2 separate regions of the Mus musculus genome follow, and region 1 is linked to region 2. A link is a contact called in public HiChIP or PLAC-seq data. All regions are on one chromosome and are shown on one strand. Each heading gives the region's core, a stretch centred on a gene start, on an enhancer-like site or on the middle of the called end of the contact. The rest is flanking DNA. Distances are from core to core; before and after follow the strand shown. Region 1 overlaps Twist2 (twist basic helix-loop-helix transcription factor 2). Region 2 overlaps Klhl30 (kelch-like 30).

Evidence for each region. HiChIP or PLAC-seq counts read pairs in DNA pulled down with a chosen protein or histone mark.
Region 1: a contact with region 2 is called in a FOXA1 HiChIP or PLAC-seq map of pancreatic cancer cells. The contact joins two enhancer-like sites. A contact is called at or near these places in 1 of 39 promoter capture datasets (liver) and 1 of 115 datasets of contacts at active chromatin or transcription factors (pancreatic cancer cells).

The regions. Positions count from the first base shown.
Region 1 is chr1:91,822,412-91,825,218 of GRCm38.p6, forward strand. The region is part of intron 1 of Twist2 (twist basic helix-loop-helix transcription factor 2); the gene reads left to right. The region is part of intron 1 of Gm46117 (a long non-coding RNA gene); the gene reads right to left. Among named protein-coding and RNA genes, the nearest start is that of Gm46117, 7.5 kb to the right of the region's middle. Within about 2 kb of position 1,335, at least 72 of the 459 cell types and tissues checked have an H3K27ac peak or open chromatin away from gene starts, as enhancers often do. A contact at or near this core is called in pancreatic cancer cells, where this site is marked.
Region 2 is chr1:91,360,818-91,363,589 of GRCm38.p6, forward strand. It overlaps Klhl30 (kelch-like 30), which reads left to right. Exons shown (of 8, transcript NM_027551.2): 8 at 192-1,587. The coding sequence ends at 449. Among named protein-coding and RNA genes, the nearest start is that of Erfe, 4.2 kb to the right of the region's middle. Within about 2 kb of position 1,469, at least 13 of the 459 cell types and tissues checked have an H3K27ac peak or open chromatin away from gene starts, as enhancers often do. A contact at or near this core is called in pancreatic cancer cells, where this site is marked.

The sequences.
Region 1 (2,807 bases), core at 85-2,584, 460 kb after region 2:
AAAACACAATGTAAAGGTTGCCATCCTTACAGTGTTTAGGTGTGTGGTTCTGTGGCACTGATCAAGCTTGCACTGTTTGCTAGGTGAGTAATTTCATCACACACTGTAACAACCGTCAGAAGCACCCGCCTCTACACCCTCATTAAACACTAACTCCCATCTCCTGCCCTGGCTCTTGGTGCCATTCTAGTTCCTGCCTCTGGGGACCTCCTATGACAGGAATTCCACAGGATTTATCACTGTAACTAGCTTACTTCAGTTAGCATATGCCTCATGGTCCACCCAGGTTACAGCTATGCCAAGATTTCATTTTTTTAAGGCTAAATGATATTTCATGTTGTACAGCTTCCCACTTTTGACTTTCATGAATACTGTGGCTATAAGCACAGTATGCTCTTCTATCATGCTTTTTGATGTCCACAAAGCTTGTTCTATCACGGTGATCAACTGGGTCCGCGTAGCACTGGATTCCCTGACTTATCCTCCAGATGTGGGTGGACCCTCACATCTATGTTCTGGGTTTCACGGTCTCTTTATCACACCAGTCCCCTCCCTGTGACCAGCTGTCCTCACGGAGACTCTGTTCATAACGTCCCAGAGAAGCAGAAATGAAATCCACAGGGAAGGCACCGGCTCTAGGACAAAGAACCACAGCCTATCACAGCCTGAGTGGATTTACAGTGTTCTTGTCACTAGACGGCTCCAGCTATGAAAGACAGTTGTTGGCATCGCCTCTTTTGAGATGGTTTGATCTGTCAGGGCAAACCAGGGAGGGAGGCAGGGCAGCTGGTATCTGTCACTCTCCTGGGCCACAGAGGACTCAGTTCCATTTTTCTTCACTGGGTTGAAACATGGCAGTCAGAAGTCTCTCAAGGAGCCTTGAGGACAGGATGGGGGGATGTCCCCTTCAGGACTTAGCAGAAGAAAAGGTCATCTCAGGACCCCTCTGACTGTACTGCCCACTGGGACAGAAGAGTTCCAGCCATTCCACCACTGGATAAAGGTAGACTTGGCCAAGAGATGAAAGAGGAAATTTGGAAAACTCTGTGATGCTGACCAACATTTCCTTAGAGAGTCCCTGTGGCTGTGTGCTCCATGTGGCTGGAAACTGTGGGATCTCACACCATCTGTAAGGGCTGGGCTTCCAGCCGCTGCAACACTGCAAATTCCTGGTGACACAGGAGCCAAAGGCACTTTGTGAACTTCTACTCCCTCACCAGGGGACAGCGTGAGTCAGGCCATACAAATTCCCATGATGTCAGCCACTCTGCTTAGCTTCTGGGACTCCTAGGTCCCTGTGCCTTTCTCCCCCTGTCCCCAAGTAGCAAAGCATAAATAAACAGATGGAAAGTTACCTCACAGATCCCTGGCAAAGCCCTCTGGCCCTGCACAGCCCTGGCTGGGTGAAAGTTTACTTTAGAAGATTCTGATGCAATAAAGACAGACAAAGGAGGTGGCTGGTCATGGGCTCTAGCACTGTCGGGGCTTGGAGGGAAATGGATGCAGGAAAGGCCCAGGCTTCAGGTTAGAGTTCAGGTCTCCAGCTCCATAACTCTGGAAAGAGAGAAAGAAAGAAAGAAAGAAAGAAAGAAAGAAAGAAAGAAAGAAAGAAAGAAAGAAAGAAAGAAAGAAACCCAGTGGTCATCTGTGCCCCTTACAAGCTAACTGCTGTCTACTACTACTGCCAAGAAGCTCACTATTAGGAGACACAGCCAAGTGTGCTGGTGTTCACTTGCAATCCCAGCAGGAACACGGAAGTGAACGTAAGAGGCTGGGAGCTGGCTCGGCTGGCAGTGTTTGCTGCAGGAACATGAGGACCCAGGTTCAACCCCTTGAACCTGTACGCAAAAGTTGGGTGACGTGGTAAAAGTGTTTTCAATCCCAGCACCGTGGAGGCAGAGACAGGAGGGTCCCGAGGGCTCAAAAGTAACTGGGAGATCCGGGGAGGGATCTGCCTCAAAAGATAAGGCAGAGAGCAACTGAAGAAGAGCACTCTGACCCGCCCTACTTACATACATGTGCACACACACCTGCATGCATATGTGCACCCAAAAACACCCCCAGCAAATAAATATGTAAATAAAGTCCAAGGCCAGCCTCAATTACATAGTAAGGACCAGGCCAGCCTCAGAAACACAGTGAGACCTTATCTCAAAAGTAAGTGCAGCGGTGAAGAGCACTGGTTGTTCCTGCAGACGATTGAAGTTCTGTTCTCAGCACCCATGCCAGGCAGCTCACAACCATCAAAAACACAAGCTCCAGGGGCTCCGGCAACCTCTTCTGGCCTCCATGGGCACTTATACCCACATGCACACTGGCATACACATAATTAAAAAAGAAAACATTTACGTGCATGCATACATACATACATACATACATACATACATACATGCATAAGATGCATGAAGCCTGAGCAGATGGTAAGCAGGAGCTTCATGGATGGTAGAGACATCCACCTGGGAGAGCCTGTGTCTAGCTGAGTCCTGATTCCTCTATCCCATGTACACCGCTATTAGACAGAACTGGGTTTCAGCAGCAGTTGCAGAGACAAAAGTCTTCCCTATGATGTGTCAACATAGCAGAAGCTACATCAGAAGAAAGAGAAGCCTGTGGGCCCACAAGAGCCTTCACTTTGGCTTCTCCCGAGGCCAGCAAGGGACCTGACAGAAGCAAGAGAAATCAACTTCTTCAGAAGTTAAAATTCTAGGTCATTTGCAAGAAAAAGAAATGTACTAATCTTTCTAAAGAATATATCATCGTCGGGGAAATAAGAGGGTTTCTGTATGGGACAAAAAGGTAGTTTAACA
Region 2 (2,772 bases), core at 219-2,718:
AAGAGGGAAGAGCCCAAGAGGGTAAGAGAGAAACAAGCAGGAAGCAGAATAAGAGAAAGAGGAGGGGCCCGAAGCCCCTTTTATAGTGGGCCAGGCCTATCTGGCTGTTGCCAGGTAACATGAGGTGGAGTTTAGACAGAATGCTAACACCAAGGACATCCTTGTTTCCACCCTTCCATTGTCATCCACAGGTGCAATCTCAACACAGCCTACATGAGAACGGTGCATTAGTGCCTCTGGGTGACCTGCTGTATGTGACGGGTGGCCGCTGGCAAGGCATGGATGGAGACTACCATGTGGAGATGGAGGCCTACGACACTGTAAGAGATGCCTGGGCCCGCCATGGCTCTCTACCCCGTCTCTGGCTGTACCATGGGGCCTCTACCATCTTTCTGGATGTCTCCAAATGGACACAGCCCTTCATCCCCACTGCCCCTCAGGAGCACTAGGGAGGGAGGAGTTCCTGGCTCTGCTCCTCATTGTCCTGCACAATGCCACCCCCCCCCATGTGTGTCCTCTGTCTACTGTGAGTTGCTGCCCCCTCCAAGGCATGGGCTGGGCTCAGTATCAGATGACACAGCTCTGGGGCTAGCAACTTTGTCACCAGTTGTAAGAGCAAGCGAGACCCTGACACTCAGCTCACACAGTGGAGGAGAGGGCTCTGCTGTCCCTGAAGACCCCAGAGAAAGAAGCTAAGGGGTCCTGGACTATACCCTCAGGGAAAACAGGCCCCGTGGTGGCAGTTCTTCTTGCTCTACCTACCGTGGTTTGGGGGGAGTGGGGAGCTGTGCAAATGGGGAGTTAAAATGGAATACCCCAACATTGAGCCAGGGCCTCAAGCTTGGAGGCCCAGCCTAGAGCAGGCCATGCCATGCTCTTTGACCATGTCCACAGCTTCCTCTCTCCCCTCTTTCCTCAGATTCCACATTCGCCCCACATGGGGTGGCTGGATGAAGGCTGGGCTCTCCCCATCTCTAGCCTCTGTGTGTTGGCACTGTGTTTACATAGCTGCTTCTGGGAGGAAGGTGGCTCTGCTCCACCATGGGTACCTCTGACACCAGGAAAGCGGCCCCTGAAGAGAGGCTAGGAAGGCAGGGGATGCGGTTCAGGGCAGGAGAGTGAGACGGTAGAGGATTCTCTAGGAGATCGGTTCCCAAGCTGCCCAGTGCTAAGACAGTTCCTCATGTTGTAGTCACTTTCGACCATAACACTGTCTTCATTGTTACTTCATAACGATAATTTTGCTACTGTTATGACTAAAATCAGATATGCAGGTCATCTGATAAATGAGTTAATGTTTGATATTCGGGGTATCTCACACCTGATCCCTCACCCTGGTCTGCAGGGATTCTGGGGATGGCCCTGGGGTGTGTCAAAAGCTTGCTTCCGGGGATATGCTGAGATGGGGTGGAGCTAACATCTGATGGACTCTCCTGCCAATCATGATATGATTTAACATGACTCAGACCGTGGTCTCATGAGGTCATGCATTTTTCAGTCTCCACATCTCTGTCCCTTTGCCCTCTTGCTCTCCTCCAGACGAGGCACCAGATTTGTAACCAGACAAACAATAAAGAACTATCACTGTGTGTGAGCAGCATGCTCTGTCTGCTACAGACTGCTGAGGACCTAGACTGTAGGTTGGGAGTTGGTCTGGCCAACACCAGCTACTAGCCCAACGAGGCTTGAGTGGCCCCCAGCTCACACTGAGTGCAGACTTCTTCTCTAGGACCAGCCCAGGGGCTCAGACTGGTTCTTGACACTACTGAGTTCTGAGGACAGGACTCCAGGCTCTGCCCTGACTTTGCAAGTCCGGATTCACTTTGCTCCCAGACCTGACTTCATGCCTGTCTTTGGGACCATTGAGCCAACTCAGAGATCAAATAGGGCAGGGGGGTAGAGATGTTACTTCTAAGAGGACAGAACTCATGCCTGGGTTCTAAATGCTCCCATGATGTTGGGGGTTTGAATAAGAGTTGGCCCCATAGGCTCATCTATATGAATGCTTAGTCATCAGGGAGTAGAACTGTTTGAAAGGATTAGAAGGATTAGGAGGTATGGTTGTTAGAGAAAGTATGTTACTACAAGTAGGCTTTACGGTTTCAAAAGTCTCTCATGCCAGGCCCAGTCTCTATTGGCCTGCAGATCAGGATGTAGCTCTTATCCCATGAAAACAATTGAGGACTCTATACCATGGGGGATGTCCTATAGTGTTTCCCTGAGCATGCAATCCTAGGGCTTTCCAAAGGCAAAGGCTGAAAGAGTGACACTGACTTTAATCAGAAAAAGGGAGTTGGCTAGGTGGTGGTGGTGCACGCCTTTAATCCCAGCACTTGGGAAGCAGAGGCAGGTGGATTTCTGAGTTTGAGGCCAGCCTGGTCTACAGAGTAAGTTCCAGGACATCCAGAGCTACACAGAGAAACCCTGTCTCAAAAAACCAAAAAGAAAAAGAAAAAGAAAGAAAGAAAAAGGGAGTTAGAAAGGCCACACATCCCTGGGCGAGTGTGAGTGGGGGAATCCTGGAGTAGAGAGAGACACATGGTTCTCAGCATTGCTGAATTGTGCCTAACCTGGTCATTCTGGGGTCAGTGGCATAATTGGTGTTCCAAGAGGAAAGATCTTCCAGCTAGGGAGCTGGGAGTCTAATAAGTCTCCAACTGGGGGCCAGCTTCAAGGGTATCCAGCTGGTGGAGGTGAGCTGTGGAGATCCTAGGTGCTAGCAACAACAGGGCATCCTGACCACCACCAGCTTCCAGAGACCAGGGAAGAGGC